2 separate regions of the Sus scrofa genome follow, and region 1 is linked to region 2. A link is a contact called in public HiChIP or PLAC-seq data. All regions are on one chromosome and are shown on one strand. Each heading gives the region's core, a stretch centred on a gene start, on an enhancer-like site or on the middle of the called end of the contact. The rest is flanking DNA. Distances are from core to core; before and after follow the strand shown.

The links. HiChIP or PLAC-seq counts read pairs in DNA pulled down with a chosen protein or histone mark.
Region 1: a contact with region 2 is called in an H3K27ac HiChIP or PLAC-seq map of alveolar macrophages. The contact joins two enhancer-like sites. A contact is called at or near these places in 1 of 47 Hi-C or Micro-C datasets (subcutaneous adipose tissue) and 1 of 2 datasets of contacts at active chromatin or transcription factors (alveolar macrophages).

Annotation. Positions count from the first base shown.
Region 1 is chrX:52,150,571-52,156,184 of Sscrofa11.1, reverse strand. No RefSeq gene overlaps it. Among named protein-coding and RNA genes, the nearest start is that of VSIG4, 45 kb to the left of the region's middle. Within about 2 kb of position 2,169, at least 2 of the 83 cell types and tissues checked have an H3K27ac peak or open chromatin away from gene starts, as enhancers often do. A contact at or near this core is called in alveolar macrophages, where this site is marked.
Region 2 is chrX:51,927,658-51,933,237 of Sscrofa11.1, reverse strand. All of the region lies in intron 1 of MSN (moesin), which reads right to left. Among named protein-coding and RNA genes, the nearest start is that of MSN, 27 kb to the right of the region's middle. Within about 2 kb of position 1,912, at least 26 of the 83 cell types and tissues checked have an H3K27ac peak or open chromatin away from gene starts, as enhancers often do. A contact at or near this core is called in alveolar macrophages, where this site is marked.

The DNA of each region.
Region 1 (5,614 bases), core at 920-3,419, 220 kb before region 2:
GGCCAGCAGCTGTAGCTCCAATTTGACACCTAGCCTGGGGACTTCCATATAACTCATGTTTGGCCCTAAAAAGCAAAAAAATAAATAAATAAATAAATAAAAAAGGACTATGAAAGATTCAGGGTATTTGCAGATGAACTTCGTTTCCCTTGAGATTATTTGTTTGAGAAGTTTAGTAACCAAATTGTTGCACTGTTATCAATGGGATAAGCCTTAGAACCCAGTGAAGTTGGTTTCATAGTGAGGCAGGATTGGTGAACATAGTAGTAAAAGAGAAGAATTACCCTCTCTTTCTTTCCCCTGTACTCCTCTCCCATTTTTTTTTCATTTTTTCTTCTACACATTCCTCTCTCATCTTCTCTTCCTTCTTTTCTCTCTCATTTTTCTCTCCTTCTCTCCTTTATCTTCTATTCTTTCTCAAGCATGGATAGATATTAAGACTAGCACTAAGGTAAACCTGAGCCTGAGCCTGAGCCTGAGGTTATAAATTGGTACAGCACTTTGGGTTTGCAGAGAAAAGAAGGGGGAGGAAGAAGAGGAGGAGAAGAAGAAAAGAGGTCTATAGAAAGCAAATGAAAATGAATTTGAAACTTTCACCAAGTCTTCTCCCATGAAAGCACAAAGATTTTGGACTTTATATCTAACCCCTTTACAATGCCTCTGCCTCAACCAAGATAAGGCTTATCTATCCAAAACACTGTGCTGCAGTTTCTGCTCTTCCTGTAAATATCTGCTGCTAAGAAAAGCTTTGCTGGCATCTAAAGGCAAAACCATACTGTCAAAGGGCTCACAAATGACTTCCTCCCTCTGCTTCCAAGATGGAGTCTCCCTATGCCTATCTTCTTCCTGGGCAGTGCCAAAATTCTGATGGGTCCACTTAATTTTTAGTTGAGATGAGACTGTCTTAGTCTTGCCCCAGTTGATCAGGCCTGGAGTTGAAGAATAATGTACTTATTCATTGGACAACCTGAGGCAAAAATGCTTCATCTTCCAAGGCTTTAGATTTCTAACAGGAATATAGCGGTCATGGACTAGTTAATCTCTCTGAGCTATAAAAGCCCTTAGGGACCAAATATCTTCACTTCCTTGTTATGGAGATAAGAATGCTGGGACTGAAAAAAAATTTTAAAAAATGTGGGAAAGGGATTGGCTTGTTCCTGGCACACAGTAGCCACTTAGTAAATGCCAGTTCTTCTCTGCACCATTTAAAAAAACTTTTAGCAGCAATGGTTCTAATAGTAAAGGGATTCCTAAGGGTGCATCCAGTGCCATTCCTGCATACTACACTGCCTCCAGATGGCTATCAACCCTAGTTAGGTGGATTATGTACAATTCTGGCTCTTTCTTAGCTCTGGACCATGGAACTTCTCTTCAATCCATGGTTTACTCTTTTTCATCCTTCAAGTCTTAGCTTAAAATATCCTCTCCTGGAATGGCCTCCCTTCCAACTCAAGGTAAAGTAGCTCTCCTTACCTCTTTTCTCTCACATAGTCAAAACCATATTAATTTCCTCCCTAGTACTTACTACCATTTGGAATAGTTTATTTTGGGGTCAATTTACTTGTTTTTTACTGATCACCTCCCTGGTTCTGGAGTCTGCATTTGTGACTGTGAGTTCTTTGAGATAAATAGGAATGGTGTTTTATTCACTGATATATTTGCTAGTGCTTAGCATATTACCTGGCACATGGTAGAAGACATTAAATAATATTTAGTAAGTAAATGACTCCTGCCTCTGACCCAACTTAAGTCAGGATGAGAGAAGTTGACATTATTGAGGTAACTATTATGCTTAGGCTGAAATTGAGAAGTTGAAGGCATGGAAAGGCCAGAGAACTATTGAGTCACATGGACATGAGACTCTAGCAAGAGCAGAGATCAAGGTCTTGACATGGAGGGACAATTAGGTAAGTATAGTTTAGCAGTTGAGTAGGGAAATAGGCTTCCTTATGGTCTACTTCTCTGGGCCTCAATATCCTCATGTGTAAAACAAAGGTCATAATCTTTGCTCTGCCTACAATACAGGGCTGCTTTCAGATCTGATGTAATAATAGATGTGAAGAAGGAAAGTAGGATGGGGTGGGAACTTATGAGTGGGTGGCTTATCTACCACCACCCCTAGCCCAGGCTTGGCCTGAGGTGGCTTCTGTAACTGCCTCCCCAGCAGTTACTCACTGCAGAGTCATTGTTAAAAGGAAGTCCCAAAAACAGTAGTCGGACTTTTAGCCCATACCACCTTGGTTGCTCAAGAATGACAGTTGGCTTTTGCATCAGTGCCTCTGTACCATTCTTTCTCCACCCTACCCCCACCCCCATATTACCTCCTCAAAGCGTATGTGTGGCAATTTCCAAGCTGGCATTTCTCCACCACTGTGGCAATAGTCTGGTCTCTCAGGGACCCTGGGATGGGGGCCTCAGGTGATGGGGGTAGGAGGAACCAGATTCTCTTAATCTCTCAAAATGACCCTTATCTGTCTGGGAACATGTATTTCAAGTCATCCTGCTTTCCCTTCAACTACTTATACCTTTTGAAGTTTAGTTTAATTTTACAACTTGGACTCGTCTTCTTAGGGCCCAGCATCAGTAATTCAGCTCAAATAAGATCACATACTATAACCGGTAAATAGGTTAGGAGCCTAGTTTTACCTATACCTAGCTCTACTTCAGTCCAATATCACCATCTTAATCACAAAAATCATGTTGATCATGTTGGAGAGTGAGATAGGGAAGATACACATCCTTGGCAATGTCCTTTGCCTATTTTTCATTAACTAATTTAACAAACACATGAGTTATTACTCTGAGTCAGGTTTCTGTCTAGTGGGGAAGATAGCCAAATAAACAGACTGTTACAATTTGGCCAAAGTGCTCATTACCATAATATATTCAAATATAATATGTAATGCAATATGTATAAGCTATAGTATAGCATGTATAATGTGTAATATAGTATGTATAAACTACAGCGGCAAAACAAGAGTGATCAACTTTCTGAGGAGGGCAGGAGCAGTTTCATAGAGACAATTTTAAATGAGACTTGAGGATAAATAAGAGGATAACTGGCAGTTTGCAGGTAAGGGTGGGAAGAAGGGTATCATAGTCATTCAAGAATAGTATTCTAAAATATCATGTGTATATATATATATATGCATGTGTGTGAAATAGGTAATTTGGAGTGACTAGAATTCTGTATGATTTGAGAGCAAAATTTATGTTGAAAAAAGTGGCAGTAGACGAAACTGGATAGATGTACAGGTCCATATAGCTGAGAACCTAGAATATCATGCTGAGTTTAGAATTTGTCCCCCAAAACAAGGAAAAGTTATTGAAGGTAGTAGAAAAATTCATTTAGCAATTCCCAGAAGTATATTTTCTGGATCCATATTTGAAGAGTCTAACAAATGTGCAATTAGTTATTGGAACAATAGGAACAACTATTAGATATGAAGCTATGCTAGGAAGTCTGAAATCTATGTCCATCATATTTATGATTACCACTGCCTAAAGATAGAATTGTCCAATTTTAGATCAAAGATATATAAATATAGACCAAATTTTTATTTTGTATAGTTGTTTATAGAATGTCAAGAGCTCAAACTTTCTCAAAGGATTAAATATCAGCCAAAAATAAAAAAAGAGACAATTCTGCAAGAAAAACAAGATTTTGCTAACAGAAGGGAAATGAGGGGTTGCCAAGAAACCCTGAAATTCTAGTTCTAGAGGTGGAGGAATTGGAAGCTGAAGGGAAGAGATGTAGCTATTAGATGGCAATCAATATCTTGACACCTCTCACTGAACATCCTTCTTCTCAAAAATATCTTATTTATATGCCCCTTTATGCAGCTGATCTTTATTTATTTAAAATTAAAAGGAGGACTAGGTTCAGTTCAAGCTCTGAGGAACTTAGTATAGTGTTATGAGTTATGTCCTCCTAAAATTCATATGTTGAACCCCTAGTATATCAGAATGTGACTATAGAAAATTTAAAGAAGTTATTAAGTTAAAATGTGGCCATTATAAGGGACTTTAAACAAATATAACTGGTGTGCTTGTAAGAAGAAAAATATTGGACACAAAAAGAGACACCAGGGATGTATTCATGTGTAGGAAAATCATGTGAGGGATCAGTGACAAGGTAGCCATCTGTAAGCAAGGAAAGGGTCCTGGGGAGAAATAAAATCTTCTGACCCCTTAATCTTAAAGTTCTAACCTCCAGAACTGTAATAAAATAAAATTTTGTTTTTTAAGCTACCCAGTCTGTACTACTTGTTATGGCAACCCTAGAAAACTCATAAAGGCAAAAAATTGTTTTAGTTCACTGTTCACTGATGCCTTTCTCATGGCATCATGAGTCCCTGGCAAAGAGTCCTTATTAGTAGTCTGGCAAAATCTCTCTCCTCACCACTATGACCAGGTCACCTCATTGGCCACAACACCAAAGTAATTAGGCTAGCTCCTTCTCTCTTCTACTTCAGGTCTGGACAAGGTACCATGTGATTTTTGCAACTGGTATATTTTATTCCTTCTGTTAGGTCCTCAGAAATAGTCAGAAAGAGGATAGCTATGGCAGGAGTTTCATAGGTGGGAGGTCCCACCAAATTTTAGGTAAAGTAAAATGAAAAGGCAGAAAAGCCCTGCATTTGGAGTCAAGAGAATTTCTGTGTTCAGCTCTACTCACAACTAGTCATGTAACTCTAAAATACAACTCTTAGTCTCTCTAAATCTTGTCATCAATAAACAGGTGACAATGTTTATCTCACTAGACTCATAGTGACTAAATGAAATGGTATATAAGAGCTGATTATTATAAACTCTGGAGGAGTTGAATCTTGGATATTTATCATGAATCCCACAAGGAGAACATCTCCCAACCAACCCCATCTCTACTTGCTCATGAAGAGGCCAAATTTGATTCTGTTTGGAAAATTACCCAAACATAATCAAAAAGAAACATATGAGCTTAGACTTTCACAAATAGCCTGAAAAAAGAATTTGGACACATTACGGGTGTGATGGAAATCAGATGTGTCTCAAGTCTCAATCAAAGAACCAGGTTGTGATCCAAGTCCAAAGCTTAAGAAAGAATAGCAGGAATGGAATTTGGTATAGGAAAATAGTAAAATATTCAATGATGTTGTGATTTGGATGAAGTTACTGTTATGTTGTCATAACAGAGAGGAGATTGAGGGGGGTAATCTCCGTGGAAGCTAGGGAAAGAGGAGACAAAAACAGAAGAATGAATTGATGTGCTGCTGACACTATCCATGGAGAAGGACAATTCAGGAGATATAGCTTAGAAGCAGCATACATAATATACTGGGATTCCAGTGGACATTGAGCTCAGTATGTGTCAATTGTGAAAGGTGGTGGCAAAAAACTAAAGCCATCATTGACTGCAATGACAAAAATGCAGTGTCCAGAATGAGGAAGGTGACGGTCTTTGTCTATTTAGCCCTGGTCAGACAACAGAAGGTTTTCCATTATCATCACCACACTCTAAGAGAAACATTGACAAATTGGGACAGCCTCAGCCCCCACATCTTCCTAGAGTGGCTATGGGTTTAAACTTCCTCCTGGAGCAGCCTTAACCTCCAAGCTTACCACAGTCCAGACC
Region 2 (5,580 bases), core at 663-3,162:
GTGCACAGTGCTTTACAGTTTAAAAACCATTTCTCCACATACATTCTTGCTCTGTATGAAAGGCAGGGCAGAGACAAGCACCATTTTATAGATGGGAGAAATGGGGAGGCTCAGTGAGGTAAATGGTAATTTGCTCAAGTGTGAAGGAGACAGGACTAGAACCCAGGTCTCCCCAGCTACTAGTAAGTTCATTGTTCTTTGCCCTCCCAAGTTTCTATTATTTAAGGTTGCAAAGGAGTCTTTCCAAAGGCTTACTTTTTTACCATTTATTTCATCTAAGAAATCTAGTGGCCTCTGGCCTCTTTCTCTTTCTCAGGGTGATACAGGAAGGGGTTTTCCTTGGGACTGGAGAAGATCAAGGCAGTATGGACGGGGTGGGAACAGTCTTGTAGTGGAGGGAGCCATACCATTAGCCAGGATCAACCAGCCAAGAACAGTGGGCCAGTAACCTTGAGATAGTCCCTTCCCCTTCTAGGTCTGAGTGTCCCCAACTGTACTAGGTAGGTCTTGATCAGTGGTTTTCAATTGCATTGCTTTTTTTCTTTTTAGCAGCTCTCTGCCTCTTTAATCGCCCAAACAGAAAATTGCAGGAAACTTTAAGATACAAAGTACATAAAAGTAGAACCATTCTGGTTGAAGGAGAACTACAGCTCCCCAGCCAGTTTGACCAAATACAGTTTGCACTGGACTAGCAGTTTGGGGGAAGAGAAGGAGCTCCAGTTTTAACCTTGTAAAATTCTACTCATCTTAACTCTGCACTGATTCCTTATAGGACTTAAAAACTCCTGGGCCTAAGTTTCCCCATATGAGGTGGTTGGATCAGTTGACCTCTATGGGCCTTTTTTCTGCCTTGTGATTCTAGGAAAAAGGAGCCTAGTAATCCCCCGGTGGAGAACTGTGAAGAAACCAACAAGAACAAAGTCTCATCCCTACCCCAGAGAACCCCTTTGCCTCTGATGACTCTGAACTCAGCTCTTCAGGCAGTTCCTCAAGCACTGGGTAAAGGGCGGCTTCGCTGGTGGGCAGACAGGCAGGAAGGAGGGTGCCCCACCCTCCCTTGAACAGGAAGCTAGCTACATCCTCTTTTCCCCAGGCAGCACATCTCCAAAGGTCCCCAGCAGAAGTAGTGGGGGCAGGGAAAAGAAGAGGACGGGGGAGTTCCTGTCGTGGTGCAGTGGTTCCGACTAGGAACCATGAGGTTGCAGGTTCGATCCCTGCCCTTGCTCAGTGGGTTAAGGATCCGGCGTTGCCATGAGCTGTGGTGTAGGTCGCAGACATGGCTCGGATCCCACATTGCTGTGGCTCTGGCGTAGGCCAGCAGCAAAAGCTCTGATTAGACCCCTAGCCTGGGAACCTCCATATACCATGGGAGTGGCCCTAGAAAAGGCAAACAGAAAAAAAAAAAAAAAAAAAAGAGGATGGGGCCTGAAAGGAAACTGAGCATGCAAATCACCTCAGTGTGCCAGGGGAAGCGAGTGACTAGGTCCTGGGAAAGAGTAGCAAAGGAACTCCATTCTTTACTGGGGCCCAGCTCCCCTGACAAAACCTTGTCAAAATGACCTATGGCTAAAGGAGTCAGAAGGCTGGTACAGCAAGCAGCCTGGGCCCACCCACTCCTTGCCACTGAGTTTCTCCAGCTTGAGGAGCTGGGCCTCATTCACAGCTGTTTCCAGTTCTTTCTTAGAGTAAGAACACAGATACCATGCCATGGGGTGGATGGGTATAGACATGAGTTAACACTCAAGAATAGAGGGGCTCGTCATGCCTCTCAAAGCCAACGGAGGCAAGCAGCTACCCACTTGGCCACACTACCAGCCCACTTTCCCGTGCCCACCCCCATACCCTGTGACTGCAGCCCAGCCCTCCCCACATCCTGTTCTCAGAGAACACGTGGCTGCCTGGGGAAAGATAATGTCATTACCACACTTCTCCTCCCTTCAGAAGGCTTTGGTTGACTGGGGAGGGAGCTGGAGTTCTCTGCTTAATCAAGCTGAAAAATCTGCAGTAATCTCCCAGTTTCACAGACAAGGACAAGAATGTGACCAGCTAACCACAGAAGCACCTTCCACACTGGAGAATCCATGCCTAGAGAAAGCTGGTGATAGTCCAAAGTACTGGAAAAAGGAATTTTCTGAGAAAACACAAATTGGCAACTTCTACATTTGGAAACTGAAAGACAATATGCCAATGCTCTTCTCAGGAGATATAAAAACACATTAAACTTATTTTTTAAAGGTTCCCAAACATTGCTGAAGTCTCACTACACATGGTTTTAGATGCCAGTCTCAGCATTTCTGCTAAAGCAACATAATTTGCAGAGGGTGTTAATGGGCCTAGAGTGGCTCTGGCCACTGGGCAAAATAAAATGACTTCAGGCCAATAGGAACACGTCCTCCAACAAGCTCAGAGAAAGAAATGGTGAGGGGTTACCACAGTCTGAGCCCACTCATTCATTGTTCAATTTCCCTTCACTCCTTTCTGACCAGCTGACACACTGGCTCCCCCTTGTCTTTCCTTCCCAGACTATAAGTAGCAAAGAATGTGGCTGAACATTCCATCTGCATATTCAGGGAGTGCCTCCTCATTCATCCAGGGTGAGAAAACAGAAGGCAGATGCCATTCCACAGCACTGCCTCACTAAATGCGGACCTTCAGTGTGGCATGATCCTGGGCAAAGCTTGTATGGGAGACCTTGGCCAACTACCCCTAAACAAGTTGTCCCCAGTCCCACTCAGCCTGCTACTCTCCCACACCTAATCTTGCAGCCCAATCTAACTTTTGCCCCCATCAAGGAACAAGGATATCTTGTAGGCCTTAGGAAAATATCAACTCTTAGCACCTGCCTCCAGTGGATGTGCTGAAGGCTAAAGAGTGGCATCATACCTGCCCTAGTTATCTCTGTTTGTAGCCACTAGCTCACAGGCTTCATTTTTGTCATGGTCATCTTCTGGGAAGCAGAGGTATAGAGAGCCCAAATAATGCCCTTGAGCTTGGTGGATCTATGATTGTTTTTGGAGAAGTCCTGAGGCAGGGTGAGGGAGGCGATTAGTAAGAGAACAGGGACATGACATTCAGCTTGTTACTTTTGGTCCTTACATAGATTAACATAACTTCTCCAAAAGCTAGCTTAGTATGTTTTTTTTTTTTTTTTGAGTTGACAAAGCCACATCTTGCCCTCCAAACCACAAGCTCAGTTACTAATTTACTGAGACCAGTAAAAACTGTTTAACCTATCCAACCAACAACACCAAGGTTTTTAGCACCCCTACCACTAGAAACATACAATCATTGTACCCCCCTAGTGATAAGGTGAGCATGCATGAAACCACTCACCTCCAACACATACACAACATCAGAATTCTTCAAGTAGAGTAAGAAGCACCTCCACTCTAACTTTGGTCTAGTTTCTTCAAATAGCAGCAGGAAAGAGGCCCACCAGAAGCTCTACAGAAATTACCCAGTAGCTTCCCTCAGGCAATAGATATTGTTCCATAATACAAAGTGAGCCCTAAAATTTTACCTACAATTCTAATAAGACCTAGAAAAGCAAACATGGACCACATCTTACCTACCCCAGGTATTTCAGAAGGAACTCTATCCCTGACACAGTCACATATATACATACACTGGTTTCACATATCACTAAGTTATCAGACACCCAATATGGATCAGGCTTTGAGATGATTCTAATGCTTGCACATGTGCATGTGTGAAAGAAAGTAACCAAGTATGTGATAGTATTTTTTTGTTGGTGAGGGGTTGCAAGTAGATGCGGAATTACCATGCTGTACAGCAAAAGCAGTAATAGAGGTAATCAGAGGAACTGTGGAAACATAAAGGGGCATCCAGGCCACAATGGAAAAGGCAGGAGGGCAAGAGGTTTCTAGAGAAAGAGAAGACATTTCCTGAATGATAAATAATATTTGCACAAGAAAAGAAAGATGTTTAAAGGAAAGGGAAGCTTATGGTATTCCAGGTAGGCAAATAGCCTATACAAGGACACAGGGGAAAAAAACACTGTGTGCGCCCTCCAAATGCCACAGGGAAATATATAATGTATGAAAACCCTCCCCAAAATACAAAGTTAAGGATAAAGGCCTCCTTTCCCTGCTCCCTGACCCTCTTGCCAGAACCTAACAGAAGTGAATCACTAGAGACCTTTCCACCAGCTCATCAGATCTGAGGGAGGTGTGACACAGGCAGAAACAGAAATCTCTGAAGAAGCCAGACACAGTGGCCTGATATATGATATAGGTAGGAAGCTGGCTCTGTCCTACACAGCCCCACTGAGCTTAGTTTAATGAGCACTCCCAATCCTAGCTCCCACAAATCCTACTCTCCAGACCTTGAGGGAACCTACTACAACCCATTCAGTCCATATGGAAAATCCATATACCCACAGATAGACCTGGAAGGGTGATCAGACTAAGATTTCCCACTGCACCCTACCACACACACACAAAGAGGAAGTGAAAGCTACCAGCACAGCAAGGGCTTGGAATTGGCCTCAGCTAGGCTGCCTGGCTTTTGCAAAGGGGCGGACACCCGCTGATTTCACAAAGTGTTTTGCCCTCTTGAGTAAGGGTTCCTCTAACCATTTTTGCCTCTGAACTTTCTATTCTTCCCATCCAATAACCATCCTGTCTAACCTGAGTCTCATAATATTGCTTCTCCTTTACCCCACTCCCTCATCTGGAGACTTTTAAGGCTCCCCAGAGCTGGGGTTCCTCTTCACAAAGCAACAGACACATCCACACAAATTCTCATACTATTTCCTCCCAACATGCTTCACTGGAAGGTAGCACATTTACACATTAAAGGCAGAGCTTATCTAGGCTCCTAAAATTATTTGATCTCAAATAATTAAAGAGGGCAAAATACAATGAAAGAAATAATGAGAAATGTGGCATTTTTCAAGCACCTTCAATATGTCAGGCACCCTTTTAAGGGTACCTTCACACTCATGAGCTATTTTCTCTCTCATAAATTCTAAGGAAGTGGGTATCATTTTTAAATCTTCATTTTAAGGATGGAAAACTGAGATTCAGAAAGGTTCATTGCCTTACCCAAGGTCATATAGGTATAAACAATGGTTGAAAATAATTCTACATAATTGGCCCACTTCAAGTTACCTTGAACAATCCTGACTAGACACCTGCCCAACTAAGTCACAAGAAAACCTGAGGCAACTCTACTTGGAATATGCACCATTAATTGTCACCTTAAAACCATGTAAGTTAACCTCACTCACTTACTACCCACAAATATGCTTCAGTCCCTAAAGGTCAGAACATCTTTACACATTACACAAGTATTCTATACTATTGGGTATAAAGGTGCATTTCTTTGGGGACAGAAGGGAAGGGGAGAGGAGGAGCAGCCCTGATGAGTGTTCTACACTTCCCTGTGCCCTAGTTACTACCCCTCAGGCAGCTTGATGCTTGAGCCTCCTAGGCCTGGGAGCCTAGATTTGGCTAGGAATCTACAATCCTAGGTGTGTTTGGGGAAGGGCAGGCACAGCAGAAGAAAGAAGAGAAGGTATTCCAAAGTAGGTCTGATGCAACCACTCTTAGAACTCTG